Linked DNA regions of Sus scrofa: region 1 is linked to region 2. The links are chromatin contacts, called in public Hi-C maps. All regions are on one chromosome and are shown on one strand. The core of a region is the stretch at or near the end of the contact, and the rest is flanking DNA. Distances in the headings are between cores, read along the strand shown. Region 1 has its middle 38 kb from the start of PTP4A2. Region 2 has its middle 12 kb from the start of SPOCD1.

The links. A called contact is a pair of places that touch in the nucleus more often than the background predicts.
Region 1: a contact with region 2 is called in a Hi-C map of liver, with 4 times the contacts expected there. The contact joins two enhancer-like sites. A contact is called at or near these places in 27 of 47 Hi-C or Micro-C datasets (adipose tissue, alveolar macrophages, blood and 12 more) and 2 of 2 datasets of contacts at active chromatin or transcription factors (alveolar macrophages and skeletal muscle).

The regions. Positions count from the first base shown.
Region 1 is chr6:88,468,683-88,471,382 of Sscrofa11.1, forward strand. No RefSeq gene overlaps it. Among named protein-coding and RNA genes, the nearest start is that of PTP4A2, 38 kb to the left of the region's middle. Within about 2 kb of position 1,284, at least 9 of the 83 cell types and tissues checked have an H3K27ac peak or open chromatin away from gene starts, as enhancers often do. A contact at or near this core is called in fetal liver and liver, where this site is marked.
Region 2 is chr6:88,359,564-88,362,263 of Sscrofa11.1, forward strand. No RefSeq gene overlaps it. Among named protein-coding and RNA genes, the nearest start is that of SPOCD1, 12 kb to the left of the region's middle. Within about 2 kb of position 1,283, at least 27 of the 83 cell types and tissues checked have an H3K27ac peak or open chromatin away from gene starts, as enhancers often do. A contact at or near this core is called in fetal liver and liver, where this site is marked.

The sequences.
Region 1 (2,700 bases), core at 34-2,533, 110 kb after region 2:
AAGAATCCGACTAGTACCCATGAGGATGCGGAATTGATCCCTGGCCTCGCTCAGTGGGTTAAGGATCTCGCATTGCTGTGGCTGTGGCATAGGCCGGCAGCTGCAGCTCTGATTCAACCCCTAGCCTAGGAACTTCTATATGCTGCACATGCAGCCCTAAGAAGAAAAAATAAATAAATAAATAAATAAATAAGCACTCGGACCACACGGCACTGGACCACTGCCTTCTTTAAACTCTCCTTCCTGGGCTTCTGTAAGACCACAGTCCCCTGGTTCTCTTCCCTCTGGGACCAGCACATTTTGGTTTCAGGCTGCTCTCTGCCCTCAGCATTGCTCCTTGAGTTCTCCTCTTAGCCCTCTTCCCTTCCCCGTCCTCACAGCCCCTCCCAGGTTTAATCAGTGCCCAGGTCTTCAAACTCCACCTCTTTGCTGGTTACTTCCCAGGCCGTAGCTCCAGCCCAGATCTTCCCCAAATGCCACCTAGCAGCTCTATTTGTGTGACACCCCACCCCCCGCCCAGGCACAGCAAGCTCAACATGCCCCAGACCTAACTCTTTACTTTCCCCTCCAAATCTACTCCTTCTCCTGGGTTCCCCATGCTTTTTTTTTTTTTTTTTTTTTTTTTTTTTTGCCTCACCCTCTGGCATATGGAAGTTCCCAGACCAGGGGTTGAATCAGAGCTGCAGCCTCTGGCCTACACCACAGCCACAGCAAGAGCAACTCAGGGGATCTTAGCCATGTCTTCAAACTAAAACTCAGTTCATGGTAACAGGGGGATCCTTAAACCCACTGAGCGAGGCCAGGGATCCAATCCGCGTCCTCAGGCATACTAGTCAGGTTCATTACCAATGAGCCACAAACAGGAATTCCCTGGGTTCCCCATCAAGATGAAAGACACCACCTTTTTCCCTTTTACCCAGGGCAGAGGCTCAAACATCATCTTTGCCACCTCCCTGCCCTGCCCACAAGCCACTATGATCTTAACATCTTATCAACATGCTCCTTACTGCTCCACTCCAGCTGCTGCTGCTCCAGTTCAGGTTTTCATCACGACCTGGAGCCTCAATTATTACATGTCTCAAAAGTAGACTCTCAGCCTTCATCTCTTCCCCCTTTGTGCTAGAATTGTCTTGGAGTGTCTTCCCACCTGCAGTCCTCTTCCTGAGGACCCACTGCTGCCCAAAGACCTCGTTGAACAGGTGCCCTTAGACTTATGTTGGCCTCATCAAAGCCTGCTCTGTGTTCACCACAGTGTTTGGAACCAGAGGTGTACCTTTGACCTGAGCTGCGCTAACTCTGTCTTCTGGGACTCTGAAACTGGGACATAGTGATTCTAGTCCAAATGCCCCCCCCCCCCCCCCGGTTCACATCAGCAGTGACAAAGAGTGGAACATCCCAAGGAGAGACAATGGGGAATGGGCGATTGTGACAAATGGCAAGTGGGGCCGCATCTCATGACAGCAGCTGCTACTCTGCTCTAGCAGATGGTTGCCATGGGAATAGAGGCCCAGACTTGTCAGATAGTCTGATTTTCCATATTTTTATGTGAAATCTCCCAATTTTCTGGTATTGGGCACTAATTCATTTTTTTCATGCCACAGGCTAAGAATATCTTGCATATCATATTAGACTCACGGGGCTGCAAGGTTGTAATTTGCACCAGGAAGTCAGGGTTAGGCACTGGGCCCGAAGCTGGAGATGGCCACTTTCCGCCAGGTGTATGGAGAGCAGAGAAAGCCTCTGTGTGACAGAACAAAACCTGTTCCTTCTGGCTCTTTGCCCTCTACTCCCCCACCCCCACCCATCGCAGGTACATTATAGCCCCAGGTTTCCTGGCCCAAAACCTGCTGCCCTGCTTTGCGGGCTGAGAACTAAGTGATAGTTAAAGTTATGAGCTCTGAGATCAGATAGACCTGGGTTCAAGCGCCGACTCTGTGACCTCTGGCTGTGTGTTCTTGGGCAATTCACTTCACCTCTCTGAGCCCCCGTTTATTCTTCTGTAACACGACTACTTACTTTCTTCAAAGGGTTGTTGTTGGAGTTAAAAGAGGTATTGCTTGGTGTTCCCATTGTGGCTCCAGTGGGTTACAAACCTGGCTAATATCCATGAGGATGAGGATCCCTGGCCTCACTCAGTAGGTTAAGGATCCAGCACTGCTGTGAGCTGTGGTGTAGGTCACAGATGCAGCTCGGATCCCGCATTGCTGTGGCTATGGCGTCATAGGCTGGCAGCTGCAGCTTTGATTTGACCCCTCGCCTGGAAACTTCCATATGCCTCAAGTGCAGCCCTAAAAAGAAAAAAAGAGAGAGAGAGATTGCTCAGAAAGCTCTTAGCACAGTGCCAGGCACCCAGGAAGCACTGATTAAGGGTTAGCCATTATTACTCTTATTGTCGTTAGTGGTAGGTTTACTCCGCCTCAGCACAGCCCTCTGTCTCAGAGCACTTTCATGCTTGTATACCTCTCTGCACATTTGCCATTTGTTCTTGTTACGTATGGTTATTTTATCTGCCTTGGTATATTGTAAACTCCTAGAGGGAAAGGCCACATTTTCTCTCTATATATATGGAATGGAGGGGAAAAGAGGCAGAGTTGGAACACGGTGTTTGGCACATAGTAGGTGCTCAAGAAACATTTATTTGTTGGTACACTACTGGATGAGGATGATGAGGATGATTTGCTTTTTTAGGGCCACACCCAC
Region 2 (2,700 bases), core at 33-2,532:
CCACATGAGAAGGAGCCAGGGAAGAGGGGGTGGCAGAGGCACCGGAGCAAGGGGCTGGCTCAGTGTCTGGAGCATGTGGGCTTTACGGCTCTCTCCTCTTTTGCAAAGAGCACTGACTTTGGAGCCAGAGAAACGTGGGTTCAAATCCCAGGACTGCCACTGGGAAGAGGGCGACAACGCACCTGGCAGAGGGGCCTGAGGACCAAGAAGCACCTAGACCAGTAGCTCCTCAACACTTGGTGGCTCCTTCCCTCCCTTCTCCCAAAGGGTCTGAGATTAGGAAGCTGGGAAGTTGTGGGGGGCTGACCCTTGGCTGAGTGGAGTGCGGGGCTGGAAATTCCATGCATCCGAGGAAGGGAAGGGGAAGGGGAGAGCTGGGGCCGGGAGCCCAGATGGGGAGAGCCTAGGGGGCTCCTGAGAATCAGGGAGAGATGGGGGCTGAGGAAGGGAGCCGAGGTGCTACACACATGGCAGCGAAATTGCCACTGATTGAGGGCTTGGGGCTGGGCCTTCCTGGCTGGGCACCAGCTGGGCGAGGAGATGTGGAGTCCTAACACAAAGGGCTTTGTTCTCCCTGCCCAAGAGGAGCCATCTCCGCTCTCAAGCTCCAGCCTGCTCATGTGGCTCATGCTGGTTCCTGCCCCACTGTTCCCCCTCCTGCATCCCCATCCCAGGGTCCTGGGGTCCATCCACCGACTCCTCCCAGCCAGCAACCTGGAAGTCACCTTGCCTCTCATTAGCCATAAGGTCTATCAGCTCCACCTCTCCATCTAATTTTCCCAGCAGTTCTCAGAGTCTGGGGAGGGGGTTCCTGGGGGTCGGGGGGTGGTGGGGAAGGAAGGGTCTTCCTAGCAGGATTCCTCCAGTCAATTGCTCAAGAGGCTGGGCCTTCACTGCATCCTTTCCCTCTGGCTACCACACCAGGGATTCCGCTGTGGATTCAACGGGGATTCCGCTATGGATTCAATGGGGCACGGGGCGGGGGCAGGCTCTCTGTCTCCCTGAGATGGGCTGATTTTTATAATTTGGCTTCTCCTCCCACTCGGGGGAAGGGCTGGGGAGGACAAAGTTCATTTTCCGTGGATGCCTTCATGCACTTTCTTCAACCTGGTTTCACAAGCGATGGAATCCAGGCAAAGAGGGGCTTGATCTGGACCACCCCAAGCAGACAGGAGGTGAACACGTGAAGAAAACAGTCACTGGGAATACTGGAGGCATGCCCACCCTGCCTGTCCCGTGCCAGCTTCCACCAGCCAGCAGTGGGCACTATTGCCGTACACTGCATGTCAGAGCCCCAGAGATCTTCAGCAAAAGGCAGTGGGGCTGCTTGGTCACAGGTCACCATGCCATGCATCCACTTCACGGAGCCTCTGTCAGCCCCACCTCCCAGGTTCCCTGATTTGCTGAAGGACATGTTCCAGGTTGCTGACCTCATGAACAGGAAAACTAGAGGCAGACCCTCGGGGCTCCAGGCAAGAGGTTCCAGAATGCAAGTTATGCAACTCTGTGTCCCGAGGCACATTTCCACCCAAAGACAGATACCACTGTACCTCAGGCCCACCCACAGGACTCTGCTGAGGCTGCCAGATGTCACTGTCCCTCCAACCCCAGCCCCTGGGACCTCCCCTAGGCCCTCTTGCTGCTCTGATGCAAGATCATGCCACCGGACATTGCGAGATCTGTAGCTGGGGATCCCGGTCAAGTTTGCTGGGCAGTGCCGGACCACTGGCAGAGCCCTCCCAAGATGCTGCTGAGGGTGGCTGCCCCTCTAAGTCCTGGGCCGCAGCCAAAGGAATTGGATTTCCTGTGCCTCTGGGCTCCTAGCAGCCAAGGCAATGGCCAAGTGCTCCAAAGCTCCCAATCCCCATCCCACAGGGTCATGGAGAAACGCAGCCAGCAGTAAACCAGGGCTATGGTCGCTGCAGGTGGGCATGCTTGTGTTTCTGCAAAGCTGCTGGAGCCCTGCCCAAGGCTGCTGGTGGACCCATACCGTGTCAACGTGACGACTGATCACTCTCAACCTTGATCACCTGGCTGAGGTCATGTTTGTCAGGTTTCTCCACGGCCAAGGTCACTCGCCCTGCCCCCCCCTCCCACTGCACTCTTAGGAAGGACATCACTGTGTGTAGCCCACACTTGCGCAGTGGGCACTTATGCACCCCTCCTTGAGAGCAGGATGTCTACCTAAGTTATTTGGAATTCCACAGGGGAGATTTATCTCTTCTTAATCATTTATTTATATCATTTATTCAACCCTTGATTTATATCAGGAAGGACTCCTGGATATTTATTGTACACTTTGGGTTGTGATCCAACGCGCTTTATTTTGTTGCTGAAACTGTTCCAGCTTTGGCCACTGGGAGTTCTTTCAATTGCCTCCTGTGTTCCTTTGACATTTTGACATACCCTCATTATGGTGTGTGTGTCAGGGAGCGGGTATATTTCAGTCTTCCTACTGGGAACTTTTGCTGCCAGATATCAGATGCAGCTGAGACTCAGACTGACCCCTTCTTTCACTCACTCTGGCCACTCGCTCCTGGGCCTCCCTACCCCTCGCCCTGGCTGTGCCCCTGACCGTGTCTCAGAGTGCTGGACACACTGAACTTTGTACCCTGCCTTTTCCTCTTTCCTCCCTCCCCAGCCACTGCCCTGCAGAAACAATGCCCTTTTCCCCAGCTGAGTCTGCTTGCCAGTTCCGGC